Linked DNA regions of Zea mays: region 1 is linked to region 2. Evidence: chromatin contacts called from public Hi-C data. All regions are on one chromosome and are shown on one strand. Each heading gives the region's core, a stretch centred on a gene start, on an enhancer-like site or on the middle of the called end of the contact. The rest is flanking DNA. Distances are from core to core; before and after follow the strand shown. Region 1 has its middle 38 kb from the start of LOC100382872. Region 2 holds the start of LOC100193976.

Region 1 (3,741 bases), core at 885-3,384, 270 kb after region 2:
GAGATCCAGGCGCCGCCGACGATCTTCCGCCGCCCCTGCGTACGCGCGGACCGTCCGGCCCCAGGGCGCGGACCGTCCGGCCGTCAGGCAGGAGCCCTAGCCTTGTACCAGGCCGCGGACCGTTCGGCCCCTGCGCGCGGACCGTCCGCCCCTGTGCAGAGAGCACCGTCGCGCCTCGCACCAGACCGCGGACCGTCCGCCTCTGTGCAGAGGGCACCGTCACGGTTTTTGTTGAGTGTTTGGCGCTCCAAAAAAGACGTCAACAATAGCCTAAGTGAAATACGTTGCAGCCAGCGTGAGTCCACCGCCCCTTTCACTGTTCACGGGTGGCACTGTGGCTCTAGTGTTCCGGAGCCTAGGTAATGGTATTTGATCTCGCCGTTCTACATGCTACAGCCCAGCCCAGCCCAGCCCGGTGGAACAAGCCGGCCCATGCAGCGTTCGCATCTCAAAAAGATGCATCGGCCCGCCCAGCCCGGCGGCCGGCATAGAGGCAAGCTCGTTGTATCTTCTACCTGCTTGTTCTTCGCCTTCTAAAAAAATGCTACTTGTCCCTCTATTCTCTCCCTCAATTTTTTTAATTATCTGCTAATGATGGGAACGTAGATCAGCGTGAGCCAGTGTGAGATTATCTAACTATGGCTTCGTTCAAAAAAAAGAAGTGATCTAATTATGTAGTCAGTCGGTCAAACTGTACTAGAGGCTGCTGTTTCTTTTTCGATAAAGAATAGCAGTCAACCGTACGGGTGAAAGTAAAATAGACGTTTTCTCACTCCACCGTCCAGTACCACTGCACTAGCAAGGTACTATTACCCTCCGAATCAATTTTTTTTAGTTATTCTTAACTTCTTAACTTTCTTTGATACTTATGGTACGTTTGGTTCCTTTAGTCCAGATACTAAAGTTTAGTCGAGTGACTAAGGCCTCGTTTGGTTTGAGGGACTAAAGATTAGTCCCTCTATTTTAGTCCCTAAATAGCCAAACGGTAAGACTAAAACAAGAACTAAATTGCTTTAGCCTCTAGTCCCTCAAGCGGTGACTAAAAGAGACTAAACTAGATTAAATCCACCTATTACCACTCATTTTATTTCACTAATGGAGGAAGAATGTTAAGGGACATTTTAGTCTTCTTACGAGTCATTTAATATGTTCTGAATAATTTTAGTCCCTACAACCAAACAGGATAGAGACTTAAGGGTCGTTTGGTTTCTTTAGTCCAGGGACTAAAGTTTAGTCACTACTCTGTTTGGTTACATGGACTAAAAGTATTCAGAACACATTAAATGAATTATAAGAGGACCAAAATATCCCTTAGCATTCTCCCGCCAGTAGTGTAACTGAGATAAAGAAGGCGCAAAAGGTGGAATTAATATGTTTAAGTCCATTTTAGTCATCCCTTAATGGACAACATACTAAAACAGTTTAGTTCATGTTTTAGTTTCACCGTTTAGCAATTTAGGGACTAAATGAGACTAAAATGAAGAGACTAATCCTTAGTCCCTCCAACCAAACAGAGCCTTAGTTTTTAACATAGAATGTGCCAAATCATCATTTCATGGACTGTGTTCGACTGACTTTTTTTTTCTTAGCACGGCTGTAGCTACATTGCACTGTAGGTACAATATTTTGTGTCTTGGAGGAAGTATACATGTCCAAATAGACGGGGCAGGCCGACCCGACCCGAGCTTGGCTATGGGATTGTGCTGGTCCGATTTGGATTAGAAAGCGGGCCCGTGTCGTGTTGGCCCACGAGCTTCGAGCGAGCCTAGACACGGCACGCTAAGGTATTAACCGTGTCCGGCCGACCCACGGCCCGACGGGTCTAACGGGCCTATAATATATATGACGTTTAAATGATAAAGTATGTTTAAAAATATTTATATATAAAGATTTAAACTATAGTTATTAGCTATAAACACTTATTTACACCCACATAACCAATAAAACAAGCATGTTTCTTATATTTTATACTCTATATTTAAATATACTATATGTATTTATATGAAAAAATAAAAAAATAAAAACATGCCATGCCGTGCCTAGTCTGATGTGGCTCGCCTTAGGCCCAGACACGACTCAATAATCGAGTCGGATTCGGACTAGGCCAAACTTGTGTCGGATTTTGGGCCGCCTAGTAAACAAGACCCAAGTAAACATCTACAGGGAAGGGGAAGAAGCAGCATCAGTCTTATTGGCTGGCTTAAGCCAGCCGACCAGGAACTAGGTTTATATAGAAGATATAACTATTCCATACGTTACGTTATATAGATTGTTTGGTTTTATTTTACCCTCCACTGCTGTGCATACGATTTATTTTTTAGTTGAATTAATATATATTCACCATATATATGCATACACCTCTCCAGTTTCGTCCGGCCGCTGACACGTGTGACTGTGTAAGGTTACATCCACAACAGTACTATATAGTATTTTCGACGGCCTCGGTTATCACGACCAGTCCCACACACCAGTGACCATCTATAGCTACCTCTACGGACAAATGAGAATCTTAATCTATATAAATACCAGTCATAGATCCCGTCGGGTTTGCATACACATTAGAATCTTAATATATGGAATACCAAAGTCAATTTGATGATCAGCATCCTGTGAAAGGATTTTCGTATTATAAAGGGAAGAATATAGTTTTAAAAAGGGAAGAATTTATAGGATCATAAAACTTTATCCTTCCTAGTACTTTAAATGTCTTTCTTTTTGGTATTTGATTCTAAAGTTTAATTTATAGAATCAAAAGCAAGTTCAACCTTGAGCAATTTATGTTCCATGATAGCTTAACAAATCACGCACCAAACAAAATGACTCAAACGCAAAAAAAAGAGAGTAAATATTCTTGTTTAAAAAAAGGATCTTGTTGGAAATACTGAAAACAATGTAAGGTTAATTGGCCCGAACAAGCCGGCATATTGCAGCCTAGCACCCACGCCACGCACCGCGGCAATCTGACCTGTCTTCAATGGCAATCATGGCGGGAAGCGGCGGAGCAACCTTGGAAACATCGTCCACTGTTCCACAACGTTGCAGATTATCCGCCGAACTCCTACGGGTATTGACTCGGCGGTGGGTAGTAAGACGGCGTCCTGGCCGCGCCGTCGACCTCGAAGTACCGTGTCCCCGGCGGAGGGTAATACGAGCCGACGGGAGGCGCCGGATAGTACGGTAGCGCACGGTCCAGTGTGCCTGGCGTCGCCGACCTTGGATAAACTGAGTAGGCCGAGCCTGACTCCGGCGGTGGCGGGTACGTGCTGGTCGGAGGGGCCAAATTGGACGCCGGTAGTGGACCTAGTGCTAGTGGTGGATACCCACTCGGCGGCGCCGGTGGGTAGTTGGTCGACGGTGGCGGCGGGTAACTGGTGTACTGTGCCGGCGGCGGAGGCGCCGGGCAGGCTGCACACGACGCAGGCGGTGGTGGGTATGCCGCCGTCAGCGGCGACGGGTACCTGGTGAGCTCTGCCGGAGGAGGCGCCGGACAGGCTGCACATGACGCGGGTGGCAGTGGGTATGCTGTAGTAGTAGCAGCAGCCGGTGACGTGTAGCTCGTGTTGTTCGGGGCTGGAAACTGTGGATAAGCCGGCGGCGGCGGAGGTGGGTAGTTGCGTGGGGACAACAATCCTTCCACTGGCGGATAGAGAGAAGCGGAAGCGGGCGGCGGGTACCCGGTGCTCTGTGGCGGGAGGAAGTTTGCCGCCGCAGGAGGTGGATACGCTGCGGTCGGCGGAGGCG
Region 2 (3,363 bases), core at 762-3,261:
TTATTGCAGACTTGCGTTAAGCCATCACCAAATGTTTGAGTATGAGCATAACTGCATAAGTAACTTAGACCATTATTATTTATCTAACATCATCTATTGCTATATTTAGATAAACTTTAGCATCCTAATAGCTCACTGCTGACACATGTTAGCTAAAATAAAATATATTGTTCATTATGCTACATAACTTGGCCAATGTGTCATGTATATATGTATGCATGAAATGGAACTAAGGGGGTGTTTAAATGGACTAGAGCTAATAGTTAGAGCATCTCCAAGAAACTCTTTATTTTTGGCTCTCTATTTGACTCTCTATTTACCTTTTCATAAAGATTATACTCTAAATGTAGCATCTCGTTCCAACAAACTATCTATCTAGTTTTGCTAGCCAGGTGGCTAGCCAAATTTGACTAATGAGAGAGTCAATTTGGAGAGTCAGATAGCTTGGCGAGTCAGATAGTTAGTATGTTGGAGAGTTATTTTGCTGTCGAGTAGCCAAAATTTGGCTTAGCGAGCCATTTAACTAGTCTCTTGGAGATGCTCTTAGTTGGCTAAAAAATTACTAGAGGAATTAGCTAGCTAACTATTAGCTAATTTACTAAAACTAGCTAATAGCTAAACTTTTAGCTAAACTATTAGCCCTAGTGCATTCAAACATTACCTAAACACTTAAACAGAACTTGCATAAAAAAGACAAATGCATTAACCATATGTAGAATCTAACTAAATATTTCAAAACTGTAAAGGAAAATCAATTACTTAGTGGACAATAATCTATACACCGCCTTATTAAGATTACAAGTGTGATGGAATGAACTTGCTGTATCAGAGGCAGAGCGACTACAAAGTGAAGTCTGGTATAGACCGACATTAATAAACATTATTGTTCAACGACAATAACATTCTTTTGCAGTTTTTCCAGTTCTAACCAAAGCTATTGCCCTCAATCATAACATCCATTCTATTCTCATGCTATTTGAACTCAGGTTCGACTTAGGTATTGTTGGAATGGACCCGGAATCGTTCCAGCTAATCAAATCTCATATAAATTAGACAAGCAATCCGACTGGGAATTATTCTAGACGCCCATTTCGGAAAAACCGAGCGGGCCCTTATTGGTGCAAAATAGTCAGTATTGCTGGTGAAAGAATGAATCTTGCTCCTAATATCAAGGAGTAGCCTTCATTGCATCAGGTCACAATTATGTAACCCAAATACAGCACAGCTGAACAAAACTAAATTCTAGACTTCACACTCAATTAGACGCAGCAAATTCCATGGGCGGCAGGAAGACAAAAAAACTGGCAACCCAACAGAGAAAAGTTGCGACTTTAACTTGTTTGTTAACTAGAACAACCTAGTAAATCTGTTTTTCTTGCTACCACTCTTTCACTGCCGCCCCTCTAAATCAGTATCACGCAAAAGCAGTTGCGCGAACTTTTTTTCTCCCAGATCCTGATCGCGTGAGTGTAGAGCGTTCCCAGATCTCGTCTCCTATGAGCAGCCAAAAGGAGCAGCAAGAAGACAGCAGAGCCCGGACACGAGAAGCAGGAAGAAGAAGGAGGGGGGCGTGGTCTCTACCTGCCGATCCAGAAGGAGAGCGAGGCCCCGAGGACCTTGGCGGAGAAGACGCATGCGACGCCTGGCAGGAAGCCGAAGATGAGCGCGGCGCCGCCCTCGAAGAAGATGGCGTAAGGCGGACAGAGCGCAAGCGTGAGCGCGTGCGCGGCCACGTAGGCCGGCGCCGCCCAGTGCCCCAGCGCGCCCTGGGCCTCGCGGAACGCCGCCACCGCGGAGGCACCGTCCCACCCGTACCTCCGCCCCGCGCCCACCGCCAGCGCCACGGCCGCGAACGCCGCCGCGCCGCGCGCCCAGCCCCTGCTCCGCCGCGCAGCCATCGATCGCGGACCCCGGCCCGGCAACCGCCCCGAGTACGTTGGCTGTCTGGCTGCGGCCGTATGCGGCGAGCGGCGAGCGAGACCGAGCCCACGGCGACGCCGTGCGGCGGAAAAGGAATACAGGGTGAGTTTGGTTGAGAGTCAAATGGAAATGTGAAGTCGCTCTTTTCATGGTCCCGGCCCGGTCCGGCCCAGGCTCAATTTAGGCTTGGCCCGTTAGTCACGGTTAGAAAATCGGACCGGGTCGTCTAAGATCGTGGACTCGTTTTTCTATCTGAGTCTGGCCTGCATCAGGCCTAAACGGGACTTAGCATGGAAAAAGCGGGCTAAGCGTGCCGGTAAGCACAGTTTAGTGAAAAAACAGGCTTAATAGGCTTAGGGGTAAACGGGTCGTGCCGGGCTAGCCCACCATGCCTAGTTTCCTGTCTGAGCCCGCATAGAACCGGATCGTGCCGGACACGGATTGGGCCCGACACATGCCTCGTGTTTATTGGCCATCTATAGTTCATTGTTTAGTTGAAAAGTTATATGAGTGTGGAGGTGAGAAAAGAGAGCAGAGCGCTCGTATCCTATCGTTTTGGTGAATCATAACTATTTATAATATATTTTTATATGGAGTCTTTATGAGATGTTTTGCTCCTCTTTCGTTGAAAACCAAATATCTAGAAAATAGGAATGAAGCGGCTCCATTCTCTCAACCAAATACACTATAAGGGTGCGCTTGGTTGGAGAGTCAACTATAATGTAGCGTCTTCATTCCAGTTTTTAAGAATGTAGATATTATATTATGTGTTTGGATAGTAGAAAAGAGTCACTCTATTTATTTTGTTGTTTGGTTGAAGAGTATAAGAGAGCGGAACCGCTACGTTCTTTGTTTGGTTGGAGATACATATGAATATAGCTTGGAGGAGAGGGAGGAGAGCATTCGCGTCCGGGATAGTGCTCGCATCCAGTCGTTTTGGTGAAATGGGAGCATAACTATTTATGTTAAATTCTCATATGGAGACTTCAGGAACCACTCTATACTTTGGCGATGAAAATGGCAGGTGGATGGATTTTAGGACTCTACTAGTATAGTGCCCGTGCGTTGCGACGGTACACAAATTATTCGATAAAATATTAATACACAATGATTAAATGAAATAACAACATATATTATCATCAACCTTAATATCTCACAAATTCTTTGCTAACAACTAATATAGTGTTATTCCACAATTTAGCATAAAACATAAATACAAAAAAGATGCAAAGTACATGATTGTCTTTTCTTTAATCCCAAGCTAAAAAAATCCAATACCACTTGGACATAAGAATAAATAACTATAACCATTCGTTATCTATACAGTAAAGATGTCACTTTTATAGGGAGGAGCTCGTGTCGTCGGAGTGTTGGGCTGCTGGCGCGGAAGTAGGAGCAGGTGTAAGGATGGATCCAACGCATGCGGTTCTTGCGGCGGTGGAC

The links. Hi-C and Micro-C count contacts between places; a contact is called where the count stands out from the background.
Region 1: a contact with region 2 is called in a Hi-C map of ear, with 2.5 times the contacts expected there. The contact joins the enhancer-like site here to the promoter of LOC100193976 in region 2. A contact is called at or near these places in 4 of 25 Hi-C or Micro-C datasets (ear, leaf and tassel).

Annotation. Positions count from the first base shown.
Region 1 is chr4:198,172,612-198,176,352 of Zm-B73-REFERENCE-NAM-5.0, forward strand. No RefSeq gene overlaps it. Among protein-coding and RNA genes, the nearest start is that of LOC100382872, 38 kb to the left of the region's middle. Within about 2 kb of position 2,135, at least 14 of the 20 cell types and tissues checked have an H3K27ac peak or open chromatin away from gene starts, as enhancers often do. A contact at or near this core is called in ear, leaf and tassel, where this site is marked.
Region 2 is chr4:197,907,289-197,910,651 of Zm-B73-REFERENCE-NAM-5.0, forward strand. It overlaps LOC100193976, which reads right to left and starts at 2,012. Exons shown (of 2, transcript NM_001139044.1): 1 at 1,582-2,012. The coding sequence starts at 1,898. It overlaps LOC100217314, which reads right to left. Exons shown (of 7, transcript NM_001143660.1): 7 at 3,061-3,363. The coding sequence ends at 3,261.